Regions from separate parts of the Mus musculus genome. Here region 1 is linked to region 2. Evidence: chromatin contacts called from public HiCAR-type data. All regions are on one chromosome and are shown on one strand. The core of a region is the stretch at or near the end of the contact, and the rest is flanking DNA. Distances in the headings are between cores, read along the strand shown.

What was found. HiCAR-type assays count read pairs that join an accessible place to other places.
Region 1: a HiCAR-type map of kidney shows a contact between it and region 2, with 3 times the contacts expected there. The contact joins the promoter of Hrob here to the promoter of Tmem106a in region 2.

Annotation. Positions count from the first base shown.
Region 1 is chr11:102,247,319-102,250,530 of GRCm38.p6, reverse strand. Hrob (homologous recombination factor with OB-fold) reads right to left here and starts at 1,649. Exons shown (of 10, transcript NM_153544.3): 1 at 1,439-1,649. The coding sequence starts at 1,441.
Region 2 is chr11:101,580,714-101,583,829 of GRCm38.p6, reverse strand. Tmem106a (transmembrane protein 106A) reads right to left here and starts at 1,588. Exons shown (of 9, transcript NM_144830.3): 1 at 1,505-1,588; 2 at 1,126-1,205; 3 at 46-272. The coding sequence starts at 253. It overlaps Nbr1 (NBR1, autophagy cargo receptor), which reads right to left. Exons shown (of 24, transcript NM_008676.3): 24 at 1,879-3,116. The coding sequence ends at 3,072.

The DNA of each region.
Region 1 (3,212 bases), core at 400-2,899, 670 kb before region 2:
AAAAGAGAAGAAATTCGATTTAGCTAAAGACTTAAAAATACTCGAGCCGGGCGTGGTGGCGCATGCCTTTAATCCCAGCACGCAGAGGCAGGCGGATTTCTGAGTTCGAGGCCAACCTGGTCTACAGAGTGAGTTCCAGGATAGCCAGGGCTACACAGAGAAACCCTGCCTCGAAAAACCAAAAAAAAAAAAAAAAAAAACTTTCTTTAAAAAAAAAAAACCAAAAAAATACTTTCTTTAAAAAAAAAAACCAAAAAAAAAATATATATATATACACATATATACATATAATGCACACACACAGTTTATCTGAACTACTCCTAGAAAGGGGAGATAGTAAAAGAGAGGCGACTGCTAAGGGAGACAAAGGCAGGGTCAGCATAAGGGTCTCAAGTAGCCCAAGTTGGCCTCAAGTCATTATTATGTTGATAAAGGTAATTTTCAAATCTTATATAAAAAAAATGATTGATTTAGTGGGGGTGGGGTACACTACTGCATGGGTGTGAAGGTGAAAAGAACTTGAGGGAGTCGGCTTCTTCCACCCTATGGGTCCTAGGGATGTAACTGAGGCATCAGAGACAACCACCTTTTACCTGCTCAGCCACTTCCCCAGCCCCTGACCTTGAACTCCTGACCCTTTCCTTTCCCAAAGGATGGGATTACTTGCCTACACCACCTCTGGAAACAGGCCTGAGTATTCTGCAACAGAATCTCAAAGGTTGGTCCAACACAAGAAAGGACCCTGCCTGAAACCCTTGTTTCTGAGGATCAAGCCAGTGATTTCTTTCTACAGAGGACCAAAGCCAAAGGCAAAGTTGCCAAGAGTGTGGACTGCCCCAGTCTACGGTTCTTCTTCCTGGACAGCAGACTCAGACGAGTGTCACACCCACAGCCTGGGTTTTTGGTGGGGGATTGAGGGCGTGTGGCATGGTAGCTGCTGCCTTTAATTCCCAGAACGCCTAAGGCAGAACTTTGAGTTCGAGGCCAGCCTAATCTACATACTGAGTTACAGGATAGCCAGGGGCAGAAAGCCTGTTTCAAGGACCCACCCTCCTCCCAAAAAAATAAAAACAGAGGAGGAGGCGGAGGAGGAGAGGAAGGGAAGGAGGGAGAGGAGAGTTGAATGTTAGTCACCCCAAGATCACGAGGTTGGGGGCAAAGATTCCAAAAGCCAGTGACGTTTGGGCTCGCAGGGATTGATGACTATTTTTCTGTCTGTCTGTAGGTCTGTATGTCCGGGGGAGGTACCTTTCACAAGGTCTCCTGCGCGTTGCGCGCCCTTCCTACCTAGCCCCCAGGTCTGCAGACTACACTCAGTCTCTACCAGGCAGATCCCGTCCTAGCAGACTAGCGAGCCCGGAGCCCAACCCGGAGTCCGGCTTCCCCGGGGCTGGAACGCCTCCTCCCCAGAGCCCGGGCGGCTTAGACGCGGCATTACCATAACGACAGGCCGTGGGCTCGGGCCGGCGGGTCGGCCCGGCCGTGTCAGACTCAAGGGTTCACCTCCAACTCGACCCAGACGTAGAGTAGGGAACTATGTCCGGTCGCATTCCCAGAGCAAGGTCCAAGAGAAGCGTCTTTAAGACCGCAGCGGAAACTGAGAGAGGGGCGCCTAAGAACGTGCACCCAGAGCGGCTTTCAAAGCCGCCGCCAAAACAATAGCTCCGCCCCCTTAAAGGGAAGGCACCAATTTTTATCCTGCCGACACAAAGTCCTTCTTCCTCGGGCCTTCCGCCGCAGCCTTAAAGGGAAAATCAAAGGTCTCTCGGTCGCCCCCAAGCGGTCCCTCTAGTCCAGCCGGCTGCCACGTTCTGGTTGAAAGGGAGCTTGGAGAAATCTTATACACTTTATTCTCCCTTCTTTTTTTTTTTTTTTTTTTTTTTTTTTTGTTGAGCACACTGGTGATTTGAGAGTGACTTCATCCTCACCAGAACGCAGCCGATCGTGTAGCCCAGGCTGCCCTCTAACTCACTTTGTAGCCGAAAATAACCTTAACTCCATATTGTTCTTCCTCTACCTCCCAAACGCTGGGGTGGCTGGTTTTATGTGGTGCTAGGGATGGAACCGGGGAGGGCGGCGGGGGGGGGGGGGGGGTTCACACTTTGTAGGCCAAGCTGATTGGTAGAGACAGGAAAAGGTAGAGAGCCTCATGCGCCATCATCCTCTGGTGAATGAGGAGGGATTGAACGATTTTGGGCCTTGCACGTGCTAAGCAAATGTTCAACACTAAGCTAATAATACGCCCAGCCCTAAAGAGTTTCTACGACAGAAAAATGTGTGCCTTCTTTGCATGTTAGAAAAATAGGCCTGAAAGCTGGGAGTGCATTCCAATGGTCAACATTGTACTAAGCGTCTTCAAGACTCTGGTCCCAGCTACCATACATACATACACTGCAGAAAAAACGAACAAACAAAAACATAAACAAAATTACTTTGGAGGCCATGCAGGGACTGGAAGGTAAGGCCTGGCTCAAGCATATAAGGCAAGTAAGACTGAATGAAGAGATCCGGGAAAGACAGGGTGTGTCTTTTCCTCAGAGCACAGTAGCCGTCTGAGCCATAGAAATATGACTAAATTGGTGGATTCTTCCTCAGAACAAGGCACATGTGTACAAACACATGATGCTTTGCACATAATTATAGGGGGGTTGTCTTCCTGAAGCCTCTAGTCAAGAACTCAGTCCCAGACAGGTGGTGGTGGCCCACGCCTTTAATCCCAGCACAGAAGGAGGCGGATTTCTGAGTTCAAGGCCAGCCTGGTCTACAGAGTTAGTTCCAGGAGAGCCAGGGGTACACAGAGAAACCCTGTCAAAAAAAAAAAAAAAAAAACCAAAAAAAAAACAAAAAACAAAACAAAAAAAAAACCCTCAGTCCCCTGGAATTCTAGGAAGCAAAATGGTATAGCAGTTAAACTGTAGATGCTGAAGTCTCGATAGCTGGGTCATAGGCTCTCAACTCTACCTCCTCTTTGCTATGTGAGCATGTGAGCTTGGTCAGGGTCATACCTGGAATCACATAGTACTCCAGGACTCTTGGCTGTTATCATTCCAGGTTAAACAAAATTAACAGTGCTGGGACCCTCCCCCTATACTGAGCTTGTCATCCTGCTCTGTCTGAGTCCTCTGATCTGCTTCCAGCCTACATCCCAGAACCCAGGTTTTCCATTTCTGAACTTATTCCTAGTCGGTCTGAGTTTCCACTGCTCTCAAACC
Region 2 (3,116 bases), core at 339-2,838:
CGCTCCCTGGTTTCTAGAGTATTTCCAGAGCCTTGGGCTACTCACCTTGGGGGATCTCCCCATTGCCTTGGCAGGTAGGACAAGTCACAAAGCTGGAACTAGCAGCCTTTTCATAAGGCATACAGGAGTGTGCTGGCTTGCTGCTACCAGTGCTGAAGTAGTTGGCAGCCTGGCTGGCCATGGCTGGGTTATCAGGTAGGATAGGCTTGTCCTCATCCTTCCGAGAGGTGAGCTGGGAGACTGCCTTACCCATAGTCCAGCGGAATTTTTCACTAATGAGAAATAAAACAAGGTTCAGAGCTATTAACCTGTTAGCACTGATGTGAGGTTTTAAGTTTTTAAGATTGCCAAGAAGCCCTACCATTATCTAAGAAGCTTTTGCTTAGGGAAGAACAGTTTGGGAGGTGCCTTGGAACTCTTTTTTTTTTTTTTTTAAGTAAGAGTTCAATTCAGAGGAAATCAAAGAAAAGCAGAAGTTATTTCACTTTAAGGGATTTCTGCAAGTGAATGTAGAATTTTTTTTTTTAAACCAGGAAAAGCTGAGCTGTCCTTTATTTTAAAGACAGGGAAGCTGGGTAGGACTAGGAGCGGGAAGCACAGCTTCCTATTATGGAAGGGTCCTTTTGTCTTTTCTAATCAAGTGATTACTCTGTAGAAATCCCAGAGCAGATAGGCCTGAAATCTGATTGGGAGTGTAGAAGGCAGGCTTCTTTCTATTCGGGAGTTTGGCTGGAAAAGCAGGGCTTAAGGGGTCAGAGTTGCGCACGCCTTTGATTCCAGCACTCGGGAGGCAGAGGCAGGCGGATTTCTGAGTTCGAGGCCAGCTTGGTCTACAGAGTGAGTTCCAGGACAGCCAGGGCTATACAGAGAAACCCTGTCTCGAAAAAACCAAAAAAAAAAAAAAAAAAAAAAAAAGAGCTGTGGCTAAGAAACCCTGTGAAACTGGACTGGGAGGGAGCCTTGATCCATTCATTGCTTTCTGAGACTTCGGAGTCTGTTCTTCCTAAGGCAAGGTCAAGGCCAAATCTGAACTTTGCCCCCAATCCCTGAGTAGTGGCTTGAATGACGCAGTAACTCCTTAGGATACTCACATCTTCCTGGGCTAAAATAAAGACCCTTACTCACCTGGTTTAGGTCTGGGATTCCAGGCTCTGCTCAGCTCCAAGATTGGGTTTTCTGGAATGCTCCTTTGGGGAGAAGGGCCTCTAGGGTAGGGTGGAGTTGAACAGCTCAATTCAGCGGAGACCAGAGAGAGTCAATGTGTTGAAAGTGGGGAGCAGGGACTCTTGTCTACCGGGAGGGTCAAGTCCTCTCTACTAGGGGATTCTGCTATGGTAGGCAAGGAAGGAAAAGGTAGGATTTCATCGAGGAAGGATTTTAAATCCCACCTCACTGGCCGTTAGTCAAATTTGGGCAACAACGTGTTGGGCGCTGAGTAAGCCCAAACGTCTCTGAATTCTTGCTTTGAAAAGGGTAAAGAGATGGGGTCCCAGGGACGCCTTACCAGGTGACAACGCCCTCAGCAAAATCGAAACTGCGGGAGCTGCACATTTAACACAAGCTCGGAGTCCAAGCCGGGCTCGGCCCCGCCCCTCGCTCCCGCCCCGCCCTCTCCTCCTGAGAGGCCACTGGAAGACACTTCCGGCTCTGCGAGTCTCACAGGACAAATGTTGCTATCGCCAGGACCAAACTAGTTCAGGTACGAGTTTCAAATAACACGTATTCACAATTCTTTTAAGTTGCTACGTGCAAGTACAACGGAACGAAAAACTGGACCTAGATGGACAGGTCCCTCCAAATATACCCAATTTCTCACATCATGGGGCTCTGCCTCTACCCCAAACCCCAGGAAAACATTTTAAACAATAAACAGCTTGGTTGGCTTGCAGTTTGAATTGTGGTTTATTTAGAAGCATTCAAGAGTTAGATTGTAAATAAACATATTATGAGTAATTAAGATCGCCATTTATTATAAATACCAACTAAGTTAAATAATACTATTTTAACTATCCCCTTTGAGCTGGAGTTCAGATACCTTTTCTCAAACATGAATAAAATCTTTAGTGTTGTGTTGCCTTTTCTTTCACCATCTGGACCCAAAGCTTCCCTTTATAAACTAAATGAGACCTAGAACTCTTGACAGAGCCTTCTTCCCATCTATTCTAATGGTAAACTAACCTTTCTGTGGGTTAGCCCCAAAGCATTACTTCCTGTTCTCGGCTTTCTAGGGCTGGATACCTCACAAGGGGATTCCACACATTCGGAAAGTCAGCAGCAGTTCTGTGTCCTTTCACCCACACCCGACCTTACTGAGATGAGTATTTGCACATGCTTGTCCTTCCAATCCACTGTGACAGTCAGTAAAAGGACGACTACTAACTTTCCCTTTCTGTAACAGGTGCCCCCCCCATAGGATTAGCAAAATATTTCACACTACCCAGGATTCTCCTTAAATAAAATTTATGCAAAATTACTTTGACAGACACTGCTCAGTGGGTGCTGTGGGTTAACCCGAATGCCTCCTGTCCTTCCAGGTTCCTGCTAGGCCTTCTGAAAGCAAAGTGTTCCTCATTTCTAAGTCTTTGAGGAACATGACTTTCTTGATCTGCTGTCTTTATGTAGCTATGAGGCTTGCGATTGGTTATAGAAACTAGGTGAATAATTCTTGGAAACATTCAAGGTTAATCTTTAAAAAACAAAAACCAAACTAATATTTAACAGCCCATTAAAAACATCCACATGAACCAAAGGAAAATACTCAATTTCAATACAAGCAGAAGGAAAAGCGATCTAAGGAAGTCCAAGTTACTCGCTTCCACGGACTACAGCGGCGAGAGTTCTGTCCAGCTGAGTTGAAAACTGTCTTCCTACCATTCATCCCATTTCTACAGTGAAAATTTAAGTTCTGGCCTTTGATTTGCTCCAAAAAATACTGTAACAGGTACTGTTTTGACAATTCAGAGACATAGATTCATCAGATTAAAAAGCAAGCAAGGGCTTCCACCCACACTCAATGACAGCAGAGAGACCACCTCTGAGCGGCAGGCAGTTATTTAATACAAGGTCAGTCCTCAATAGCGGTGGCTGTACCAGTCGTTGTTATTCACTTGAAGGAG